Linked DNA regions of Mus musculus: regions 1, 2, 3 and 5 are each linked to region 4. A link is a contact called in public HiCAR-type, HiChIP or PLAC-seq and promoter capture Hi-C data. All regions are on one chromosome and are shown on one strand. Each heading gives the region's core, a stretch centred on a gene start, on an enhancer-like site or on the middle of the called end of the contact. The rest is flanking DNA. Distances are from core to core; before and after follow the strand shown. Region 1 overlaps Grxcr1 (glutaredoxin, cysteine rich 1). Region 2 overlaps Atp8a1 (ATPase, aminophospholipid transporter (APLT), class I, type 8A, member 1). Region 3 holds the start of Gabrg1 (gamma-aminobutyric acid (GABA) A receptor, subunit gamma 1). Region 4 holds the start of Gnpda2 (glucosamine-6-phosphate deaminase 2). Region 5 has its middle 110 kb from the start of Cox7b2.

Region 1 (2,700 bases), core at 48-2,547, 1.5 Mb after region 4:
ACATGGATGGCAAAAAAAAAAAAAAAAAAAAAAAAAAGCAACGAAATGATTCCTAATGAAATTCCTATATACTCATCAGTGCTTAACCCAATCCTCAGCAGAGAGGCTACATACACACAGCTACTGCTGGGAGTAGATGCAGAGACCCAGAGTCAAGCACTAAGCTGGACCAAGGGAATTTCACAAAAATAGTGGGAAGAAGGACTGATTGTAGGACTCAGAGAGGTCAAGGACACCACAAGAACACAGCCCAAAGAATCAACTAATCAGGGCTCCCTTGGTTCAGTTGGTTCAGTTGGTTCACAGAACCTGAACCAACAATCAAGGAGGGAGCCTATATGGGTCTGACCTATGTCCCTTACATACATTATAGCTGTGTAGCTTGGTGTTCCTGTGGGGATCCCTACAGTGGAAGGAAGGGCTTATCTCTAGCTCTTTTGCCTTCAGTTAGGACCCTTTTTCTCCTACTGTGTTGCCTTATCCAGCTTTAATATGAAGGTTTGTATCTAGTCTTATTCTAATGTGATATCTCCCTGGGAGGCCTGCACTTCATTTTTGAAGGGAAACAAGAGGAATGGATCTGGGGGCAAGGAGGTATGGGAAGGGACTGAGAAGAATGGAGGGGAAATTGTGGTTGGCATGTAATGTATGGAAGAAGAATGAGAGACAGAGGACGAGGGAGGGAAGAGAGAGAAAGAGAGAGAAGAGGGAGGAGAGGGGAGGAGGAGGAGGAGGAGGAAGAGAAGGAAGAGGAGGAGAAGGAGGAGGAGCAGGAGGAGGAGGAGGAGGAGGAGAATACTGAGGATGTTTCTAGACTTTTCTTTTCCTAATAAAACAGTAACTCCTGGACAGAATATTGTTATTTGCCCCTCTACCTTTCTATTTCTTATCTTGTGTGGGCTTTCAAACCCCTAAGGCAGTGCCTTATTTGTTCTGTAGTACATACATACACTAAGGATCACAAAGTATAATATAATAAAAAGGACCACTAAGGAAAAACTTCTGGTCAAAAGAATCGAATCTCTGCCCTGGTGAAGACCTAACATTCCATCTGGGCTGGTTCAGTTGCTTTGAGTAAGAGACCAGCCCTGGAAGGGAAGCTCACGTTAGTCAAGCTAAAGAGATGGGTGGGATCATTAGTCCTTAAGAACTATAAGTCTTCTTCCCCAAATCCCCGCATCTATTGTAGCAGCTTGTGGACCACAGCTATGTAAGATCAACAGTATCCGCTTTCACAAAGTATTTGGGAAAGTATAACTTCCAATTTCTCTCTTCCTCTTCTAGCCAGCTTTTCCTGACACTTAGGGCTTTCCCCTAACTGTCTGGTCTTCCTTCCTCTTTCTCGAAAACCTCTCTCCCCATCCTCTGTGTGGCCGTTTGTCAAGTTTCTAACCTCCATGACAGTTTAAAGGGCATGTGTTTGGTTTTTGTCTTTTTGTCTTTGTTTTTGATCTTCCTCTCTTCCATTCTCCTCTGCCAGGAAGCAGCTTAAGTGCACAGCTTGCCTTCCCTGGTTTGTTTTGTTTGTTTGTTTGTTTTTGTTTTTGTTTTTGTTTTAAGCACTAATGAGACTGTCCTTGAGCTTCCATTTGAGCTCACTCTTAAATTGTTTTATAAATGAGAGAGAGAACCCCAAGAGAGCACGCTGATCTCCCCTGCCCCACTATAATGCAAATGCAACCTCAGAAAAAAGCCCAGCTCTTTATCACATATTAACCCACCAAATAGCCTTAGCAACAGCTACTTCCAAACTTCCTCCGTAAAATGTCGTATCCTGTATGTTTTAAGCCCTGTCGAATAGTGTCCTCTGTGGTTTGGAGCTAAAACCATTTCCAAGAGGAAAAAATAATTCTGGGTTGGTGTACAAAAACATGAGAAATCAAGCCAGAAGAGAGTGCCTTTGACTCTATCCAGAACATGCAGGCTAGGCCTGGGGTGACAGGTGTGACAAGGAAAGCAGAGACACAAGGCGTGTGGGCGGCTGGCTACACTGGCAGACACTTGGCCAGGTAGACAGGAGAGGGAATGCCATGCCATCCACAGCAATGGCAGGGGCCAGAGCCAAGGCAGGATGTGAGAAAGAGGAAGTGGCCTCAGGAAAACCGGTTCTTGTGGCAGAAGCTGAGCCAAGTTTAGAGATAGCTGCTGAGACTCCCAGAGACGATGCCTTCTGGCAAGAAATGGGTCAGTGGCCTGCTGCTTCCCATGCAGACCCAGGTCTAAAAGACACTGTCTGGGGCCAACCAAGTATTACTAAGATTTACACAGTTGGGTCAGTATGTCCTACCTCTGTCCCCTAAAAGCTCCTGTGTTCATATTATGTTTTACAATACCAACGTGTGATATTTTTCATAAGAATGAACCAACATTCTCTCAGAATAGGAATTCGGTGTTATTAATCTTTGAACCTTCATTGTTTAGTGGAGTTCTTCCCCCCCATAATATTAACATTATTTTTAAAACAGGAAAATTTATTAGTAATATACATTTAGAGAAACAGTTTAATTTTTTCATAACAAAATATAATTTCATAATTTCTCTCTTCCTTTCATTCCCTCTATATCTCCCTCCTCTCTTTCAAATTCATGGCCTTTTAAAAAATTTTTGGTATATACATACATACTTATATGTACATGTGCATATATGTACATATATTCCTAAATACACCTAGCTTACTCTGAATATTACTTGTATGTGGCT
Region 2 (2,700 bases), core at 191-2,690, 1.7 Mb after region 4:
CGGCACATATCTGTCCAGTTCCTGTAAGAGCCCACCTAGGTGTGAGGGGTACCTCAGTGTGCACATCGCTATGAAGAAGGAACAAAGCAAAACCCGTCAGATTGTTGAGTTTTGTTATTTGATAAAAGTTGTTGGAAAAACAGCCAAGGCCAGATGTGTAAAGTGGGTGAATAGACCTGAGGATGAAGGAGGCTGGGTGGGCTCGCCTTCCTAATTTGCTGTAGACCTGGGGAGAGAGTGTTGCAGGTAGAGGGACAGCCAGGGCAGAAGCCTCAGGGCAGGGGAGTCTGGGGTGTCACAGGTACACAAAGGTTGAACTCTATAGGGAGTGAAGGGCAAGAGCCAGACAGCAGACACACACACACACACACACACACACACTCACTCTCTACTTTGTTTTTGAAGAGAGGGTTCTCGATCAATAGCTTTTGTTGTTGTTTTTTATTTTCACTTTACGAAATGAGATCCCAGTGCCTGAAAACGAAGCTTCTTAGGTGGTGCCCTGAAGAAACTGTGGGTGTGGACCCACCCAGGTGCCTCCTGGGGTTCTGGTTCTGAAGTGCATTCTGAGGAATTCTTCCTTACCGTCTCGAACCTGACAGTGGGGAGGACTCTACCAAACCAGTCAAAGAGGCTCAGTACAAGAAGAGAATACTTCAAACTTGATAGTTATAACACAGCCAAGTTGGTCATGTTTGCTGGGTGTGATTGTTCACACCTGTAATCTAAACACTTGGGAGGCCAAAGCAAGAGGATTGCTGTATATTGAAGGTCAGCCTGGGCTAGCTAGGTCTAGACTAGATTTAAAAAAAAAAAAAAAAAAAAAGGAACACACGGAAAATTGACATGTTTTTAAGATTCTTGGAAATAATGAAGTTAGGTACAGGGAAACAATTGAACTTGGGAAGCTTCAGTTCAGAAATAATACTGAGCACTCACAGATACATTCCCAGAAAGCACGGATAGATGGATAGAACAGAAGGCTACATCCAGAGAACAAGGATAGATAGAACAGAAGGCTACATCCAGAGAGCAAGGATAGATAGAACAGAAGGCTACATACTTCAGGCTTCTTTCCTGCTATTCCAGCGTCTGAACACAGTGGTCATAATCACAGACTGAAATACCCATTGCTCACCTAGAATACTGTCTTGCTCTCTCAAAAGCTAGTGTAGAAGTAGCCAGTCAAGGTCAGCCACGCCTGCCACACCAAGTCCCAAGAGATGTTGGCTCCCTGGGCTTTTCTGCTCTCCCGGCCTGCACACAGGCCGCTCATAAAGTCCACAGCATGGTTGCTGGGTCTCAGCTAACCTATAGGAGTTCCGTGCCAAGTAAACTATGGAAGGGGAATAAAGGATTTTCCTGCAAGTGACACACAGTGACCAACGCCTCATTTGCATTCACTCCCATCTGCTGGAGAAGCTGGGGAGTGGAGGTTTCCAGCTGAGCACATTACTCAGTGTGGCGTTCCTAACAAGAAAGGGAGAGGACTACTGGGCAAACAACAGGCCCAGTCATACGCAGGGGCCCCAGACTGCCAAAGGTTCTTGCCTGAAGGAAGCAGGGAGTTTTAGAGCCTATAGTTTACAAAATACTCAGCCTCCCTGGCTGCTCAAAACTGAGGACATAAACTTTAAAGCAACCAAGAGCAGACGGCCCCATGCCTTCTATTATTTTCTGTTGAGTGTTATAACGCAGAAGTGTTAAGCTAGTCTAGTCGTGACTAAGAAAAGCATGCTATGCTTAGACACCTCTAAGCTTTCATTTCCCTCTTAGCAAATGGCAATTTAAAATGTTTGTGATGATAGAGAATACCATGTTCAGTTTACAAAAGGAACAATGTAAGGACTTGTAAAGGACAAATTTTTAGGAGGCCCTTTCAGTTGTCTAGAGCAAACATGACTAAATGGCCTTGTTCCTTTGGCCACTCTGTGTTGTGCGTCCGCTGCCTGTCAGCCAATTGGGAGCCAGGAAAAGGGTGAATGAAAGAATCCTGGGTGTGGGGTCTCTGGTTTATAACCAGAAGTCAGCATGCTGATCGGATCTCTGTGTGTCATTCCTGTTAGTGCGACTCTGAAGGTCTAAGTGCAATACACTGAATTTGGTTTTCTAATGTATAGCATAGAATCCACCGCACATTCTGTCATTCCGCGGTCACTGAGACTTGATGTAGGTCCCTGGTTAATGGCCCAGGCTGAGGAGACTCCCGAAAGGCTGTCGGGAGCTTGCTGTGTGCATCTCTGCTGAGGATAAATGTCATTGTGGGGATGCCCTTGGCTTTAGTTTTCATTCTTTGCTTCCTAACAAATGGATCTTTCTGTGTCCTTATCCTCTGGCTAGTAAGCTCCCCAAGGGCAGGGACTTCACACATAGATACAAAATGACCCTGCCCCCAGGTCATTGCAATTAGTAAATAAAGATGCCAACAGCTAATAGCTGGGCCGAAGAGACATAGGCAGGATTTAGGTTTCTCTAGGCGGGATTTAGGTTTCTAGGTCTTGGGGTGGGAGAAAGAAAGAAGGGGAACTTTAAGGAAGAGAGAAGGAGAGGCCACCAGGAGATAGCTGAGGAATAAAAATACAAATGGGCAGGGAGGGCTGCCCATTTGGAGTTAAGAGTAGCCTAGATGAAACACTGTAAATTGTAAATAACAACTCAGTGTTACCAATAGGAAAATAGATTCTAACAGCATGGAGGGCA
Region 3 (2,700 bases), core at 177-2,676, 1.3 Mb before region 4:
TATGTACTAGAAGTGAATTAATTCCTGCTGTACTGTTTAATCAGATTCTTGAATGTGTGTGTGCATCCTGTGAAACCGTTAAATAATCCTTCACAAACACTGTTAAATGACAGAAAGAAAAAAAAAGAACTTATATTTTTATTGACATCATGGACCACCTAAATGCACTTGTTCCGGAATCTATTCTAATGTACCTAATTACTCTTTGAATTATTAGATATGAGCTGCTTTAATTAACATACTTTATGGAAGAGAAATATGCTAAATAGTGTGGAGTAAGAGAAAAGGAACGAGGAAAGTCAATACACATTTTCAGATGACGAGGAGTCAAAAAGAAGAAAAAATTTGCAGCAATATATGCTATTCTGAGCAACATGAAAGAAAGGAAAAAAAAATAGGGAAGAGAGACAAAGAGAGAAAGTCAATCAGTCTCTAGCCCTGCCATGCTCATCCGGTTCTTTTAATGGATTTCAGTGGCTATTGTAGCAACAGTTCCCTTACCGCCCTGCATGCACAAGCACTGTTACTTCTGCTTCAAACTGTTTGCTTCTCACGTGAGTACATGGTACATTTCACTTCATTTCTGAATTTGGGCAATTCCAGGTGGTGTGGAGTGATTAATGATGCAGCCTAGGACCCCATCCTTGGGCGACATCCCTGGGAAGCACGGATTTAGCAAGGCGTAAAGGCAGAAGATGGCTGGGCACTGAGCCTGTTTCTCCACAGCCACGGGTCTTTGCAGTACAGTTGTTCCAGCTGCCAGAGGCTTTCTGGTTGCCATGGTAACCCTTGGGCTCTCTGTTGAGAACTCAGAGCCGAGCCTCTGAAGTTAGGAACCAAACATAGGAGCTCCACAAATGCAAATGAAGTGCACTTGGGCAGGGGTAACACAACAGGATCACCCAGGTCAAACGTTACAACGCCTTTGACTGAAGGAGCTAGTACAATCAGTTTTATGGGTTTTGTGTTTGTAAAATAAGAGAGTACTTGCCTGGTATTCTCCGTTACTGTCATTTTCCAGTGACTGATGAGAGATGTACATTGCAAACCGGCACACTAGAAAGCAGGCAGTAGGAGGGGGTGGGGACGGAAACGTGCTTAACGGGAATGAGTCCAGCCTGCTCTTTCATTCACTGAGTTTTACACTCCCCAGCTCTAGAGAGCTCATCTGTGCAGGGCATTGTGTCAGGTCCTGTCTGCAAAGAGAAACAAGACACTGTCCGGAATCAAAATTAAGTAACAATAATTAATTATAATAAAAAATAATAACAGTATTCTCTTCAGAGAAGAAAATGTCAATTGGGCTCTGTCCACAGGGCACTACCTGGGGCTCTCAATTGAAGGCAAATTAAAATAAATAAATAAATGATAAAAATAAACAAATAAGTGATTCTTAGCCAAGGAAAGGGAAGAGGTAGTGGCCCCGATATAGAACATCAGGGCAGTGGTAGAAGCAGCATTTCCCTCGGGAACCCGACTCTCAAGACCACACCAATGTTTCTGAGGGACTGGGGCTGAGAAGAGGTTTATTTTTCTTTTCCAAAAAAACGGAGCCCTTTTCCCCACTGGGCTTGATTTCTAGTATGGGAAACCCCGCCTTTGTGGAACGCTGATTGGTCCAACTCTTTTTGAGATAATTTATGCCGCATCCACCCGGTGTGATTGGCTCCGTAGCTCAGTTCTGCTGGGAGTCGCATCCTACCTGCTTCGGAGGTGTACTGCCTATCCACTCCTTGTACTCACTGTGTGGTTGCTGAGGCTTGAGGCAAAACTCTGTGCTTGGGGACTGAGCTAGTGGAGGAAGGACTGTAAAAGCGAACCCGATGGGTTCTGGGAAAGCCTTCCTCTTCTCTCCTTCTCTCCTGTGGAGTCAAACTAGAGGAGTGAGGTTGATATTCTTGTTACTAACCCTGCATCTGGGAAACTGGTGAGTAAATTCAAGGACTTGAAACTGTCTCTCATTTTCTTTTCCTTAAATAAAAAATCATTCCAAGTAATTTGCATTTTTCCGGGACATGTGCAGTGTTTGCCATCATTGTATTTTCTGATTCTGCTTACTTGGAGACGGCATGAACTTGGCCTATATCTGAAGAATAGACGTTAGTTCATTTGTTTTTAAGTTCTACAGGATTATAAACTAATGTAGGCTTCATTTCCACAAAGGAGATTAGGAGTAGAAATGACTTTGCCAATATATTTGGGATTGAATAGTGCTGATGAACTTTCTAGATGATTCTGCATTTTAAAGACAAAGTTATTTCAGAAACTTTATGTTAGATAGCATGGTGTTTATGCTGTTTGTGTGTAAGCAAATATTATGGTTTTTTTTTCATTTGTTTTTGGGTAACATTCTTGATTGAGCTGTTCTTTTATAAGCTAGGTTTGATTATACATCTATCAGCTATAAGTATATATATACATATATACATACACACACAGAAAATATCAGAAATAACTCTATTTTTTTAGAAACAACTTTGAAAGTCTTTCAGGACACTCTGAATGTCTCGGCTGTATTTGTGTGTGGTGCTACCGTACACAAATCTTCAGTGTGGCAGGAGCAAGACTGGACTGTAAAGCCTTTCAAAACTTTGAAGTCATCCTGCGAGTGAAAGAAAATCTCACACTTGGACTGTGAAGGAGACAGAATATAAAAGATGTTGTCACATTTGGTTAAGGCATAGACGCTTTAAAAGTTTT
Region 4 (2,700 bases), core at 28-2,527:
CTATCACTCCTCTTCTTTGCCTCTAAGAGGATAGTACCCCACCCACACACCCACTCCCACCACACCCCTCTAGCATCCCCCTTCTCTGGGGCATCAGTTCTCTATAGGACCAAGCCCATCCCCTCCCACTGAGGCCAGACAAGGCAGTCCTCTGCTACATATGTAGCTGGGGCCACAGACCAGCCCATGCATGCTCTTTGGTTGGTGGCTTAGTCTCCGGGAGCTCTGTTGTTCTTCCTATGGGGTTGCCATCCCCTTCAGCTCCTTCAGTCCTTCCCCTAACTCTTCCATAGGGGTCCCCGACTTCAGTCTAGAGGTTGGCTAAAAGTGACTGCTGCTTACTTACTTTTTTTGACCTTTACAAAAACTGAGACACACGTTCAGAGTTTATGTCGGCTTCCTCTACCCCCTTAGAATTATTCAGTACAAACTACACAATACTATAATCTATGTTCCACTTTCTGAGATCATCCTGGGTTTCGGTTTTTCCTCTCTGCAAACTTAATTTTGATAAGAGTTCTTAGGATTTCAATGAACAGTTACTGTGCTCGCAAAGTAACACTGCACCTATTTTAAACCATCAGAGGGGATTATAACATACTCTTTGTTTGAAATGCTGAGACAAATTATCTTGGGGTGTTTCAATGCTTTATATGACCACTTATTACCTACTTTGTGTGTGTAACCTAGTAGGGAAATGCTCTTGGAACAAATAGAAACTTAGATGCCAGAGACATCATCAGGCAACAACTGAGGTATATAACAGGGATTTTCCATTTTGTTGGAGCTTTCTATCTGATGCTTCAACGCCTTTGAAAAGCATATTGTTATGATTTTCCCTTTGTTCTGTTACTAAAAATGCCCCATGAAACGATTGCATCTTTGGAAGAGAGTATTTGGGCTAATTGGAATCTAGTTCTCTAACCATAGGCATCCCTGCTTGACTCCAGAATAAACTCTTCTTATTCCTTTTGAGAGCCAGTTGATGATGTTGAGAAGAGTGAATAGCAAATATCTGGGGTGAAGTGATCGAGTAGGTCATATATCGTTCATTACAATCCTACAAGGAGTCTACCACAATTCAGCTTCTGAAGGACTTAACGAAAGAGAGAGGTGACAGGTGACTGACCCAAGGACTGTAGACTGCCCAGCACATCCCTTAGGTGGAAAAGCCACAGGTGATAGTGCTCCACTCTCCCCTGCCCCACCTTTGGCAGTACGCATGCGCAGCGTCCTCCCGAGTCCCTTCCTGTGTTTGTGTTTGCATCCGGGTTCTCAGGCTTCCTCAGTCCTCACCGGCTGGAGTCGCTGGCGGGTTGCTGGGTGTGTTAGCTCCGGCTCTTCGGTCGTTGGATGAGGCTGTAGGTCCGCCGGTGAGTTTAGGGGGGACACAGCTCCGAAGCGGGGCTTGGACGCGGCTCGTTGTCGCAGATTCCCGGACCCGGAGTGAAGTCTAGCAGGGCTTGGGCGCCCCTGCCTGACGCCCCTGAGCCCGGGGTGTGCAATCGGCCTTAGCCGAGCCACGGGAGGTTTCCAGCGCCGGTCCGCCCCCTGTCCTCACTCTGCCGCGGGCTGCTTAGGGTAGAGCAGTCCTGGCCCAGCGCAGGCAGATCTGGGGAGGGGGTTGCAGAAGCTCAGCACTGCAGCTCAGCACACCCCGTGCGTGGATTGTTGGGCTGCCCAAAGCTGTGAAAGTTCCGCAGTGTAGAAGTTACCTCCCCATAGAGAGTTCAGGGACTTGGGTTCAGCCAGTTTCCCTGGGGTGCCCTGCCCAAATGAATCGGCACCTGCAGTAAGCACTTAAAGACAAATTGGCGTTTGTTTGTTTAAATGCTACCTGGCCACGATGCCGAATCAGAAAGCATCCACAGTTGAGGTTTCTGATGACTGTAAAACAAGGAAAAGGAGCGTATTCGACATCTGAATAAAAATAATTTATACTGAGTGAGGGGGGTTCACTGAGAAATTTTGGAGGTGAACTCCCTTAAGAGCACTCCCTTCAGAGTAAAAACCAAACAATTTGCCTGACCTTTGGTTGCTTCCTTGCAGTGTTTCTCATTTTAGCTCAAGTGCATGAATACACTGTGATACCTAACTGGTTCTCTGACTCCTTTTAAGATCTACTGGAGCCAAGGAGAGGGGCCCAGAGTCTTTTACAAGTTATTATTAGTGATTCCATATGGATAAAACATTTGAAATGTGTTTTAAGTCCAGTTCCCTCCAAAACGTAATAGCTTTGTAACTTCTGCAGTATTTGAGTTGCAGTTTCTACCTCGAAAGTGGGGGATAACCAGAAATTCAGAAAGTATTAAGTTAATCGAATACTCTAAAGCAACAGGGTCAACTCATTAAATGTGTGCCTGTGGAGCCTCGTTTAGTGTTTAACACGGAGTGAGCCCTGGCACGTGTGAAAAACTTAGATATACCGGAGCGCTGTGAAGTTCTTTTTCTGGTCCTTACTGTTTTTTGGTTTTTTTTTTTTTTTTTTTTTTTGTTTGTTTGTTTTTTCTTCTGGTTGTTTGTTGAATAATCATATTAGAAGTACATATCTGTGAGAGCCAGCCGTTGTTTAGGAGTTTTGGATATAACTCTGAAGTTATTTTTGATGTTAGATTATTAATAGACATAAATGAAGACAGCGTTCCTTTGTGAGGCTGAGTTTTAAAAACTCCATGACTTCTTTCCTATAAACGCTGCTCA
Region 5 (2,700 bases), core at 14-2,513, 1.8 Mb before region 4:
TCTTTTGTGACTGAGTTACCTCACTCAGGATGATATTTTCTTTATAATTTTTTCACTATCTGACTTTCTAGAAAGCTTTTATTTTTCTGTTTATTTTCACCATGTGAAATCTGTAAGAAAATAGGCTTGGAATGCTTTCTGTGAATTTACATTCAGAACAGGAGTTGGTAGTTAGGCTGTCAATGATGTTGAAATGGTGACTAAATGAGTAACTATAGGTAATCCTAGCCCATATTCCTTAAAAAAAATTAAAAATAGGAATTTGATTTCCACTGAGGATTGTAATTAGATAACTCGAGACCACTTACATACATGTCTGCTTCATATTACTAATTCCTCTGAAACTTTTTCCCATAAGACATTTACAAACTTATATTTTCTGTCAGTTAGGAATGAGACAATGGGGTAGGCAGGGGCTCCTATGCAGGAGCTCACATTTCTACAAAGTATTCAGAAAGAGTTACACTCATCTCAGGTCAGGAGAAAGTATCCAATACAGATTCACTCAGTTGGTTGTCTCAGGGTAGCATTGTTAACTTCCACTTTAATGATACCACTGCTGTCATTCCTGGTAACAGCCTCACTAGTGGAACCCTGAGGATAATAGTGAGAGGAACCATTCCTATAATCGCTTTTTGATTTCAAAGCCTGTAAATCCTGGCTCTGATTAAGTAGTTCTATGAATTTGCTGCTTATTGAAAATACACCAGATTCACAGGGAAACAATTCTTTAGCACTGTGAGATGGTATTATTCAACTTAGAATTATTATTTCAAATGGCAGTTACACAATTCTCTGTCACTAAAGATGTATATCGCTGTACCATAGTTCTTTACTAATTTGACATATATACTATGTGACGTTAAAAGATTTGATGTAAGAAATGTGATCATGAGCTAGTTATTAATAACCATTACCAAAGCATCTCACTGATGAAAGGCCTCCCTTTTGAGAAAGGTGTCTGCTAATTTTATAACACTGTTTAAGCGTTAGAATGGTTCCTCGTCATGACAGATACAGAAAAAAAAGCATATGAATGTATTCATATGACATAAAATCTTCCATGCTTTGCGCTGGCAGCAGCTGCGTTCCTCGGGGAGATGACATTAATTTGAGCAGTATCTCTTATTTTCCAATAACCTTTTACATTACCAAAAAAAAAAAAAAATCTGCAACTTCATTTTCTTCTCCTATCTGGAAACCATAGAAACCAATGTGAAATTATAGCCAAGAAGTTCGTCACTGGGCTATCTCAAGCTGATCTCCATGGAAACACTTCACATTTTCTTGAAATGAAAGATCTTCCAATCAGACACACACCCGTAACTAATGAGTGTCTGACAAACAGGATGTGAAGAGAGGTGCATGGGCTGATCGTTAAGTAATACATGTAAGAGGGTTTTAATATGACTTACACAGAAGATCATTTAAAAGATAAATACTACCACTGCAGAAATGAAAGCAAAATATATATTTTTAAAACAGCTTTCTGCTCATTTAATTCATTGTTCTTGTTAGTGTTTGGCTTTAAGGCAGTTTGCTACTGAGTTGATTTTAGATCTGTGTTCAGATCCTTAGTCCTGCAACCACCTGTCTCATCTCCCTTTGGGTTGTGATAAAGTAGACAGGAATAATAGATATTTCATGGAAATGTTTTGAAGGTAAGGGGACTTAAAGTAAACTCTTACTAAGAAATTGTAATTGTTTAATGCTTCAAATGGAGGCACGATTGACAGTATTGACAATGGCAGGTTCAGACTGCTAGTGAGTGGTTGTTAAAGGCTGGTACTGTGAGATGTAGAGTGTAAGTACCACATTATCTAGTACCGTCAGCTCTGATCCCTACTGTGTTGCTGTGTTACTGATGTGAAGTCCTTCACATTCCATCAGAAAAGTCACCTTTAAGATTGCTGTTTGGAGCTTGGGTCCCATGAAGTGGGGTGAGGAAATGCCAAATTCGATGTGTGAGTTTTAAGTAACTTACAACATTTTGAAAGTTAATTTCTACATAGGTTTACTCATTTTAATATAGCCCTCTTTTATACACATTCCAATATATTAAATTGCCAAGATATACATGACAGATACATTTGTGTAATAGATGTGTCACATAGAGTCTGTTGACGAAGCAAAACTGAGAACAGAAGGCTGTGGCCTTACGGAGCAGAGCAGGAGATGCGGTTTTTTTGATCGGTATAGTTTTTTTCCTTTTTGATTATCTTATTTTTACTTTATTATCTTCTGTCTGTCACCTATATCTGTCTGTACTTTTATGCCCACTCCTAATTAAATCTAATTAAGTATGCATATGCTGTGGCACTACTATGCTACCATAGAAGCAACATCAATATTAAGTAGCTTTTAAACATTTTTTTTCATGCTGCAATAGAGGATAGATGACAAACAACATTGATATATTCGGAAGACAAAAATAAAACATAATAATAATATATCAGGTATGCTAAAGGGATGCTTTTTGTTTATTTTTTTATTATAAAACTCAAGTTCAGATAGACTTACAGTTATGACTTAATTTCAGAAACCCTATTATATGGCATCATACATTCTTGTTTTAAATGTTCAGTTACTGGTTTGTTAAATTGTCATGCACTATATCCTTAACTTCACCTCAAATTCCAACTTCCTATGTTGCCTGTCTAGCCATCATTTCTGAACCTGGAGTTAACAAGTGTTACCATT

Evidence for each region. Promoter capture Hi-C pulls out the DNA fragments that hold promoters and counts their contacts. HiCAR-type assays count read pairs that join an accessible place to other places. HiChIP or PLAC-seq counts read pairs in DNA pulled down with a chosen protein or histone mark.
Region 1: an H3K27ac HiChIP or PLAC-seq map of acute myeloid leukemia shows a contact between it and region 4, with 8 times the contacts expected there. The contact joins the enhancer-like site here to the promoter of Gnpda2 in region 4. A contact is called at or near these places in 6 of 39 promoter capture datasets (the C10 cell line, cranial neural crest, liver and 2 more) and 2 of 115 datasets of contacts at active chromatin or transcription factors (acute myeloid leukemia and stem cell-derived neural progenitor cells).
Region 2: a promoter capture Hi-C map of hippocampal neurons shows a contact between it and region 4, with 8 times the contacts expected there. The contact joins the enhancer-like site here to the promoter of Gnpda2 in region 4. A contact is called at or near these places in 4 of 39 promoter capture datasets (the C10 cell line, cranial neural crest, hippocampal neurons and 1 more) and 3 of 115 datasets of contacts at active chromatin or transcription factors (astrocytes, forebrain and large pre-B cells).
Region 3: a contact with region 4 is called in a HiCAR-type map of astrocytes, with 4 times the contacts expected there. The contact joins the promoter of Gabrg1 here to the promoter of Gnpda2 in region 4. A contact is called at or near these places in 7 of 39 promoter capture datasets (the 3T3-L1 cell line, cranial neural crest, embryonic stem cells and 4 more), 1 of 484 Hi-C or Micro-C datasets (cerebral cortex) and 1 of 115 datasets of contacts at active chromatin or transcription factors (astrocytes).
Region 5: a promoter capture Hi-C map of hippocampal neurons shows a contact between it and region 4, with 8 times the contacts expected there. The contact joins the enhancer-like site here to the promoter of Gnpda2 in region 4. A contact is called at or near these places in 10 of 39 promoter capture datasets (the 3T3-L1 cell line, cranial neural crest, frontonasal cranial neural crest and 6 more).

What each region holds. Positions count from the first base shown.
Region 1 is chr5:68,048,343-68,051,042 of GRCm38.p6, reverse strand. All of the region lies in intron 1 of Grxcr1 (glutaredoxin, cysteine rich 1), which reads right to left. Among named protein-coding and RNA genes, the nearest start is that of Grxcr1, 18 kb to the right of the region's middle. Within about 2 kb of position 1,297, at least 51 of the 459 cell types and tissues checked have an H3K27ac peak or open chromatin away from gene starts, as enhancers often do. A contact at or near this core is called in acute myeloid leukemia and pre-B cells, where this site is marked.
Region 2 is chr5:67,841,246-67,843,945 of GRCm38.p6, reverse strand. All of the region lies in intron 1 of Atp8a1 (ATPase, aminophospholipid transporter (APLT), class I, type 8A, member 1), which reads left to right. Among named protein-coding and RNA genes, the nearest start is that of Atp8a1, 4.8 kb to the left of the region's middle. Within about 2 kb of position 1,440, at least 56 of the 459 cell types and tissues checked have an H3K27ac peak or open chromatin away from gene starts, as enhancers often do. A contact at or near this core is called in astrocytes, forebrain and hippocampal neurons, where this site is marked.
Region 3 is chr5:70,841,343-70,844,042 of GRCm38.p6, reverse strand. It overlaps Gabrg1 (gamma-aminobutyric acid (GABA) A receptor, subunit gamma 1), which reads left to right and starts at 1,426. Exons shown (of 9, transcript NM_010252.4): 1 at 1,426-1,927. The coding sequence starts at 1,824.
Region 4 is chr5:69,590,881-69,593,580 of GRCm38.p6, reverse strand. Gnpda2 (glucosamine-6-phosphate deaminase 2) reads left to right here and starts at 1,277. Exons shown (of 7, transcript NM_001038015.2): 1 at 1,277-1,373.
Region 5 is chr5:71,438,929-71,441,628 of GRCm38.p6, reverse strand. No RefSeq gene overlaps it. Among named protein-coding and RNA genes, the nearest start is that of Cox7b2, 110 kb to the left of the region's middle. Within about 2 kb of position 1,263, at least 18 of the 459 cell types and tissues checked have an H3K27ac peak or open chromatin away from gene starts, as enhancers often do. A contact at or near this core is called in hippocampal neurons, where this site is marked.